2 separate regions of the Mus musculus genome follow, and region 1 is linked to region 2. A link is a contact called in public HiChIP or PLAC-seq data. All regions are on one chromosome and are shown on one strand. The core of a region is the stretch at or near the end of the contact, and the rest is flanking DNA. Distances in the headings are between cores, read along the strand shown. Region 1 has its middle 310 kb from the start of Gm22789. Region 2 has its middle 120 kb from the start of Gm22789.

Region 1 (4,591 bases), core at 340-2,839, 190 kb before region 2:
ACAAGAAAGAGTTATAGTGATTTTTCTCCTTCCCTCATTGTGACCAGTTATTCTAACTCAATCTTGGACTGGTCTAGTAATAATTCCAGTATTAGAGAATCCTAGGAAAGATAGCTAAAATCTTAATTACCTAGCAAAGTTAATTTGGAGCACAGCCTCCTCTCCCAGAATGTTACAGTCTTTCTGCAATTCTCAAAGCCACCTCTCCCACACTGGGAGCTCTAAGTCTAATCTTGATCTTTGCTATTTTGCAATTGAAGGGAGTCCCTGGACTTCCCCAAAGAAGCCTTTGTACTGTTGCTTTTCACTGTCTCAACTTTGTTTTTCAAGCAGGTCAGTCAATGCCCTTCAACCTGACTGCAGCAGGTGTGCATCCTTGCCTCCAACAGCACAGGTGGCAGTTATTAATCTTCACTGAAGAAGCATTTTAAGTACATATTGTGGCTTTTGGTCTGATTTGGGAATAAGGTTTGCTATGAGGGCCGGACAGTCTAAGATGGGCACCCAGATCTCAGAATCATATCAATCTAGACAGAGGTGCATGCCAAGAGGCCTAGGTTTATTAATAATACACCAGAGAGCCATGAAAATAATTGGAGACAAAGGTTAATGTCTTAGAAGTAGTAGTCTTAACAATAGGGCAGGACATAGCATATATTAAGGCTAGAAAGGCAGAAATTTCAGATATTAGCAATAGTCACTTGGACACTTGGAACATTGATGAATTGGCCAGAGATTTAAAAAAATAACCTAAGTGCATTGAATCCCTTAGATTGAGTTTAATATATATTCCTACTTGCTATTATTATGGCACTATTTTATTAGTAAATCATGTTTCCACTCATCTTTAGAGCACTCCTGAGATCTGTAGCTACGACAAGGCGGGACATTCTGGAACTTTGGCAGAAATATAAGAAAGGGGGAGAGTGCCATGCACACTCCAGTGAAGTTTGCTTGGCAGGCCTAGAGGCCTGGGAGCACTCACGAGGCAGAGTTTCACGGAAACTCACCTCCTGGAACTTTGGCGTTCTCATACTCATACCCTTTCCCCTCGTTAGTCTGGTGTATGGATCCATGTGCTCTCTTTTAGTATCATCTTATTATAAGTGCCTTTTAAGATTGAATTCTGACATAGCTAAGCCTTTGCCAGCGTTCCAACATCCTAGAAAGACCTTGAAGTGGACAAACTTAGAATTCAGTAGGAATTCAGTAAGGAAGTTACCTATTCAGTAACTAATTAAGCATTACAAAGGACCAAGCTGGAATAGCTCAGGCTATTCTGCAGAGTGTTTATTTGAGGCAGTAACCAGTCTTACCCAAACACAATGGCCTAGCGAATAGGTGGGTTTACCATGAGAAAAGTTAGGGAATCCCACTGAGAGTGTTTTCTTCACTAGGCCCAAAGAAATCAGGCAGAACTGTAGAGTTTAAATAAGTTTTATGCCTCAGTCCAGCTTTTTTTTAAATATTAATAACAGGGAAGAAATTGTAACCTCCCCCAAGCCTGAAGACCTTGACTTGGCTGCCACTAAGGAGATTACCTAGGGTGGAGCCTGCCTTTCTAGATCACTCTATTGTTCAGCCACTGTCACTGTTTCTCTTCAAGATAGTGCTACCTGCTGGGAGGCTGCTGAACTATTCCTGACACTACACCCTATCCTGCATGTGGTCACATGCAGCTGGGCTCCAAGGATGAGTTTGCAGGAATGGGCTTCCCCTCTCCTTTATAAGCGCATTCACCATTAAACATTTGATCCTTGATCAGGAAGTTTGTCTTGGCTCCATTTCTCTCTTGTCTGCCTAGTTCCCCTCTCTTTTCATCTCCGGGTTGCCTCCCAGGTGAAATCCCGTTTCTTGTGAGCTGCAGGTCGGTTTCCAACATGTGTGTGTGTGTGTGTGTGTGTGTGTGTGTGTGTGTCTGTGTGTCTGTGTGTGTCTGTGTGTGTGTGTGTGTGAGAGAGAGAGAGAGAGAGAGAGAGAAGAGAGAGAAAATGTATTAATAAAAATAAAAGAAAGAGACCATTAATTAAAAAAAAAAACAACTGGGGAATGGGAGAAGGGTTGGAAGACAGAAATGTAAGGGAGAAAAGTAATGTTTTATTTTAATTTAAAATACGTTCAAAATAAAAATAGAAACATAACTATCTTCATTCAACAAAGCATTGAACAATTATGCATAATGTATTTTTCTGGAGAAGCTAGCTTTTCTCAAGAACAAAGAGAAACATCCCATTCCTGGCAATATATATGCTGGGGGGAATCAGCCATGGAGTAATTACATGCATGATATGTACTCATTGATAAGTGGTTATTATCCAAAAATACAGAATACCCATGACACACCCTACAGAGCCAAAGAAGCTAAATAAGAAGGAAGGCCAAAGTAAGGATGCTTGAATCCCACTTAGAAGGGGGAACAAAATGATCATAGGAGGCGGCAGATGGAAAGAGGTAACTGGGTGGGAAAGGAGAGGAGGAGGGGAATAGTGCAATAGGATCAGTTATGAGTGGAGTTAGGAGAGAGGCAAAGAGGCCTAGGAGAATGAATGGAAAGATGTTGCTATCAGTGATGCAGATCTCTGGACATCCCAGACACCTGAGATGGGGGAGGCTCCCAGGAGTCAATGGGGGTGACCTTAATTGAAATATCCAACAGTGGAGATATGGAACCTGAAGAGACTACCTCCAGTAGTTAGACAGGACCTCCAGTGGAGGAAAGGGGATACAAAACTTTTGACCCCAAATTGTTCCTGTCTAAATAAAATGCAGGGGAAAAGATGGAGCAAAGACTGAAGGAATAGCCAACCGGTGACTGACCCAACTTGAGACCCATACCATGAGCAAGAACTAATTCCTAATATTATTAGTGATAGCATGTTGGGATTGCAGACAGGAGCCTAGCATAGCTGTCCTCTGAGAGACTCTACACAGTAACTGACTGAGTCAGATGCAAACAATCAATCTTTGGACAGAGGTCAGGGACCCCTATGGAAGAGTTAGGGGAAGGATTGAAGGCTCTGAAGGTGATGGCAATCACACAGGAGAACCAAATGTCAACTAACCTACTTCCCTGGGAACTCCCAGAGGCTGAGCTACCTATCAACCAAAGAGCATAGAGATGGCTGCCTTGCCCCATCTCAGTGGGAGAGGATGCACCTAATCTTGCAGTGATTCATTGGATCAGGGTGGGGAGATGCAGTGTGTACTGTCTCAGAGGCAAGGGAATGGGAAATGAGGGAGGAACGCTCTGAGAGGGAACTAGGAGGGGAACAGTATTTGGGATGAAATTACATAAATTAAAGTAAAAGGAAAAACAAAAAGAAAGAGAGAAAGTAAATAACTCTGAGGAGTAACGAAGAAAGAAAAGACTGGACAGCACATATTTACAGTGTCAGCTTGCAAGATGTTGAAATGTGGAAGCTCCATGTACTGAGATGACAGGTTTTCCAGAGAAAGATGTGGGCCAATTGTAAAAGTGCAGCTGAGTTTGAACAGGAGAACCAGAGAAGTGACATCTGATTCTGTAGCACAGTATTAAAATCCATTTCAAGAGCAGGTTTACAGGCATTAAGGTGATCTATGCTTCAATGTAGGGAGCTATGAAGATACAGAGTATAAAAACAGGGCTGTAGGAAATGTCTTCAGATCCTGAAGAAGCTTTGCTGTGAAGCAAAAGAACATGGCAGTAGTAACTGGTGAGGAACTTGTGTGCCAAAATGAGACTTGTAGATGCAGAGGAAGAAAGAGTAATCACAAATACACAGTATTCAGAGAGAGCTCTGTTATCTCAGTTAGGATTACAGGATTAGCAGTAGGGTTAGCAGTAGCTGTGGAGAAAGGCCACTTTGGACAGAAGCCACAGCCTGTATATATGGATACAGAGGGGTCAGCAGACTTGGGTCAGTAAATAAGAGTTTTCTTTAACCACTCCTTTTGTTTTATATCGTGAGACAAAGCCACCAGCAGCTATAGTATGGATAGATTGGAGAGGGTTATGCCTATAATTTTATTACCTATAACTTAGAACACCAGGGATTACGTCTAATTATGTTAAAATGTAGTGAAAAGTATCCAAAGCTTCATTTCTTTCCAACCATAGATTAGAACCAGAAACTTAGGAGACAACTAGAATAATTTGTTTACAAACATGGTCACTGGAGAATTCCACACACAGGATTAGCAACCATAGAATCTGCTTTACACTCAAAGATAGAGAGTTGCTTCTGAGTTATCATAGGGAGACACTAGCCTTCAAAGAATTCAAGAAAAAAGACATTCAAAGCCCAAACCAAAGTGTTCATCCTGGAACAGTCATAAATGGGTCACTGTTCCTTCTTGTTGTGCATTTATATTATGAAACCAATGTAGTACATGAAGAGTATCATCTGAAACTGGCAAACAATGCAGAAGAGATTGGTAATGAGAATGAGAGCATGTGAATGCATCCCACCCACATGTATGATTGCTATGCCTGTGTTTGTGGAGTGAGGTGTGTACCCAGTTATGAAACATACGGATTAACCAAAGCTGTTCAAAGCATCTGACCACAGAATATGCTAAGGCTTAGAGAGATGAACCCTAGATTCTTGGA
Region 2 (4,050 bases), core at 1,269-3,768:
GTTATTTCTTTACTGAATTCTATACTCTACCCAACAGGAGTTTTCATTTAAGACGGAGAGAAGATCTATATTTTTTTTTCTTTTTTTATTGGATATTTTCTTTATTTACATTTCAAATGCTACCCTCTTTCCTAGTTTCCTCTCCGATAATTCCCCATACCCTCCCCGCTCCTCCTGCTCCCCAACCCACCCACTCCCATTTCCTGACCCTGACATTCCCCTATACTGGGGCATAGAATCTTTGCAAGACCAAGTAGATACTCACAGTCATCCATTAGACAGAGCACAGGTTCACTAATAAATGAGCTAGAGAAAGTACCCAAGAATGTAATGGAGTCTGCAGCCCTATAGGAGGAACAACAATATGAATTAACCAGTATCTGCAGAACTCCCTGGGACTAAACCACTAATCAAAGAAAACACATGGTGGGACTGGTGTCTCTAGCTGCATAGGTAGCAGAGTATGGCCTAGTTGGCTATCAATGAGAACAAAGCTTTCTTTCTATACCCAACTGAAATACTTTTTAAATTATCAATACATAATGCGTTTTTAAAATAGCTCCACACATCCCACACTGAGGAAGATAAAACAGGCCTGTGAATCTCCACTGGCAAGCTTAGAAATCCCCAACATTGCCTCTGGTCCCCAGAACTTTCCTCTGATTTCCATGGGTATTCTGTACTCCAAACACAAGAGCGGATGAAGAAAAGTGGAAGAAGCAGAACTCAAGATCACTATACCACAGGCTACTGTCCTGCCTCTACAAGACGGCATCAAATTCTACCGCCCTGTCATCATGCCTCTAAGAAGAAGGCAAAGCCCATTTCCTATTCCATGCAGTGTTTGCATAATACCAATTGCCCATGACCCATCACATGTGTCCAGTTCTTTGTCCTAGTTCTCATACAGCACAATAAATATATCACCCCATTATTACCAACTTAAAGCCTATTTCATTGTCATCATCCATTTGGGACTTAATGGTGTTTACTTAAGCTTTCACAGAGTTCTTTGTGACATGAAGCTGGACTCAGCCTAGCAACTGTAGCTAACAGACTCAGAGCCTAACTGTGCCAATGCAAAAATCAGTGGCTTACAATATCTCTGGACATCAGAGAGGTGTGCACTCTGAAACATCCAAAGGGTCTAAGAAAAGAAAATAAATGGTTAGCTACCAAGATAGACAAAGAAAATAACAAGCAACATTCTGCGAGTCTCATGCTTCTTAGCAGCCTTTAGTGAGACGGAGGGAAAGAGATGGTGATGTGGCCATTTGTCAGCTCATGCTGTGGGAGTTGATGTCAGGACAGATGCATTAGCACTTGGTAATAGCCTCCCACAAGGACTTAGTATGACTCAAAGATGCCTAAGCAGGGCTGCTGGGTATAACCAATATGCTCAACCTAGCCAATTCAATGATCACAAAAACCACAAAAGCCTTTCAGCCACTGTGAGATGGCCACTCCCCGGTTGTCCTCAGCAAACATAGGTATGCATGAGGTTCCTAGAATATTTACTTTTACTTAAGAAGGAATTTAAATTGGTTTCTTCTTGTCCAACTGTTGTTTCTTTTTTGCTTTCTGGTAACCTTTCTAAAGGCAAAATGGAAGGACACCTTCCCTAGTAGTGGCCACACCCTAACAGTGTGTATGCAAATGTTAGAAAAGTGTTGCCTGAGTCATCTGCATGCCTGGACCCCCCACTAGGTCAGTAGGATCTTTCTAGTAAACCACACATCATGAGCTTTTTCAGGTTACTCATGTTACAATTCAGTTATTTTTTTGTTCTTTTCCTTGTCCTGCCCAATTTCAAGAAAAATACTATGCCTTTAAAGTCAAGGTAAGTTTAGCTCTCACTAGGTCAAGATGATGTTTGATTTTCAAAGTTCTTATGGGAAAGTTATTGCCCAGAAAAGAAGTACTTCCAGGAGCAGAGTTTGTGTACACAGTGTGGCTAGATCTTGATGTGAACTGTCAATTGCTTGGAACACCTACCCAAACTCCACCCCCATCCCAGAACAAAGAGACACTCCCCAAGAGAGGAGGAGGCTGACATGGTGGCTGGACTGTCTCCTCCCAGTCTGGTTCCTTTGTTGGGATCCTTGATGTAATTGTTAAAGTTGGATCTACTGTGGCCACTACTGACTCAGCTAGAACAGAGCTAGGCAGCTCAGAGTGAGCTCGGGTTCACTAACTCCACCCTGGCTTTTGTTTCAGCTCCTTGATGAAGCACAGACTGGGAAAGTAACAGCACTTTCCCAACCCACGCGCTTCTCTCTCATTCCACATCAGATTCCACTTCACAATTCTCTTCTCTGCCAGGCTGTGCCTGCTTTCTCCCACACCCAGAACTCCTGTAGTGTCTGGCAGAGCTCTAATACTGAGAGATAAGAATCAGCCCTGACTCTGGGAAGGTGGGAAAACCATAAAGATTTCAGGGAGGGAAAATCTATTGGATCCCTTTTTGAGTTAAAGCAGGAGTTACCAGCAGGGAGCAAAACAAGACCGTACTGCCACCTACAGGCCAAACTCCCTAAAGACAGGCACCCAGGTGACCAAGAAAGCCTTGTTGCTTTCATGTCTGCGTCTTCTGTGAGAATCATCAACCCAGGAGTATAGTGTCCTGGAGAGTGGCCAGGAATGAACTCCTGCTCTTAAGATTCTGAACTACCATGAAAAGTGAAAAACGTGTGTGCAAAATACAAGTCACTGCGTAGGACAGGGAAGGGGGAAGCCTGAGGGAGAAGACGAGGAACCTCGAGCCTGTCTGGAAAGGGTCCTCACATGCATGTTATGTAAGTGCTTAAAAATGATTAAGGGCTAGGGAACCATACTCGATAGCCTGACTTACTGCAAGTAAACAAAGACAATTAAAATTATCTATGGCTTTATATTCTTCTGCAGTGCTTGAAAGTGCGGCAATTGAGCCTTCTATAAAGTATAGGCACAGAATACTTTATATGATGGATGAAGCCACTTAGCTGCCTTAAACCCAGAGAAGCTCACCATACATCAGCGCAGCTACCCCCAGCCCCCGTGCATAACAAGGGTTTGTGGTTTCCCTAGTCCTCCAGAAGTAAAAGGGGCAGTTTAACAGTACTTCCCTAGACCCTACTACAGTGCTCTATTCCCTCTTCAGCCCCTGTCCCACACAGTGCAGCCAGTTTTCTGTGGTCCAGTCAAATCAACAACATTGGTTTTGTCTATGAGTCAGCATTCTGAGATTTACTGAAGTGACAGCGAATCCCTGATACATTTGATGATCTTGGAATGGCTGAAGGGTGAGATGGACCTTCTCCTCAATCATATCCCAGTGGTTATTATGGTTATTTCTAATTAAGTCAGCCAAAGCTGTTGCTAGGAACATCTATCTATGATCTCTCCTGTGGCCTGAGGCTCTTCAAATAAATCACAATGGGGTTGTCAGCTTGACAGACTGAATATCCAAAGAGGGCCAGACATACAGAAAAAAACATACAAAAGAAGAAGATACCACATGTGCATGGCCACGTGTGCAAACACACATGCAGAGTGGAGGAGAAGAGACTGACACAAAATGGAGACAGAGACGGAGAGAACAAGAATACAAACCAGGTGAAACCTAGGCCCTCCCTCGACCCAATTTTGGAGGACACTTCTGGGTCTCAAGCCCACTCAGGCGCATCAGGTCTTTGTCTTAAGAAGCAAAAGGAAAGTTTTTGGAAGAACATATGACCCCAAAGTGTTTCCTTAGCCACTTTAGAAAAGCAGCATTTGTATACTGTGCCATCTGAGTGATCAATTTCAATTACAACTGCTAAGTGGATTTTGGTAGTATCCAGTGGAAAGAATGTAGAAATGTAGTTTTCTCAGCTAGAGAGAACAAATGAAAAATAATAACTATTCTGTAAAGAAAAAAATCCATGGTTCTATTTCAGTGATTTTTCAGAAACAATCCACTCTCGGTGTCTATTAGCTGATTCTATACTGTGCTTAATTCATGCTGAATCTTACATTCAACTTCCTTTTCTGAGGTATTCCAAATCTATGTCACTTCCTCCAATCACTACT

Evidence for each region. HiChIP or PLAC-seq counts read pairs in DNA pulled down with a chosen protein or histone mark.
Region 1: an H3K27ac HiChIP or PLAC-seq map of embryonic stem cells shows a contact between it and region 2, with 4 times the contacts expected there. The contact joins two enhancer-like sites. A contact is called at or near these places in 5 of 484 Hi-C or Micro-C datasets (all in embryonic stem cells), 9 of 115 datasets of contacts at active chromatin or transcription factors (embryonic stem cells and epiblast stem cells) and 1 of 9 other capture datasets (embryonic stem cells).

What each region holds. Positions count from the first base shown.
Region 1 is chr11:13,002,434-13,007,024 of GRCm38.p6, reverse strand. No RefSeq gene overlaps it. Among named protein-coding and RNA genes, the nearest start is that of Gm22789, 310 kb to the right of the region's middle. Within about 2 kb of position 1,589, at least 14 of the 459 cell types and tissues checked have an H3K27ac peak or open chromatin away from gene starts, as enhancers often do. A contact at or near this core is called in embryonic stem cells and epiblast stem cells, where this site is marked.
Region 2 is chr11:12,809,854-12,813,903 of GRCm38.p6, reverse strand. No RefSeq gene overlaps it. Among named protein-coding and RNA genes, the nearest start is that of Gm22789, 120 kb to the right of the region's middle. Within about 2 kb of position 2,518, at least 54 of the 459 cell types and tissues checked have an H3K27ac peak or open chromatin away from gene starts, as enhancers often do. A contact at or near this core is called in embryonic stem cells and epiblast stem cells, where this site is marked.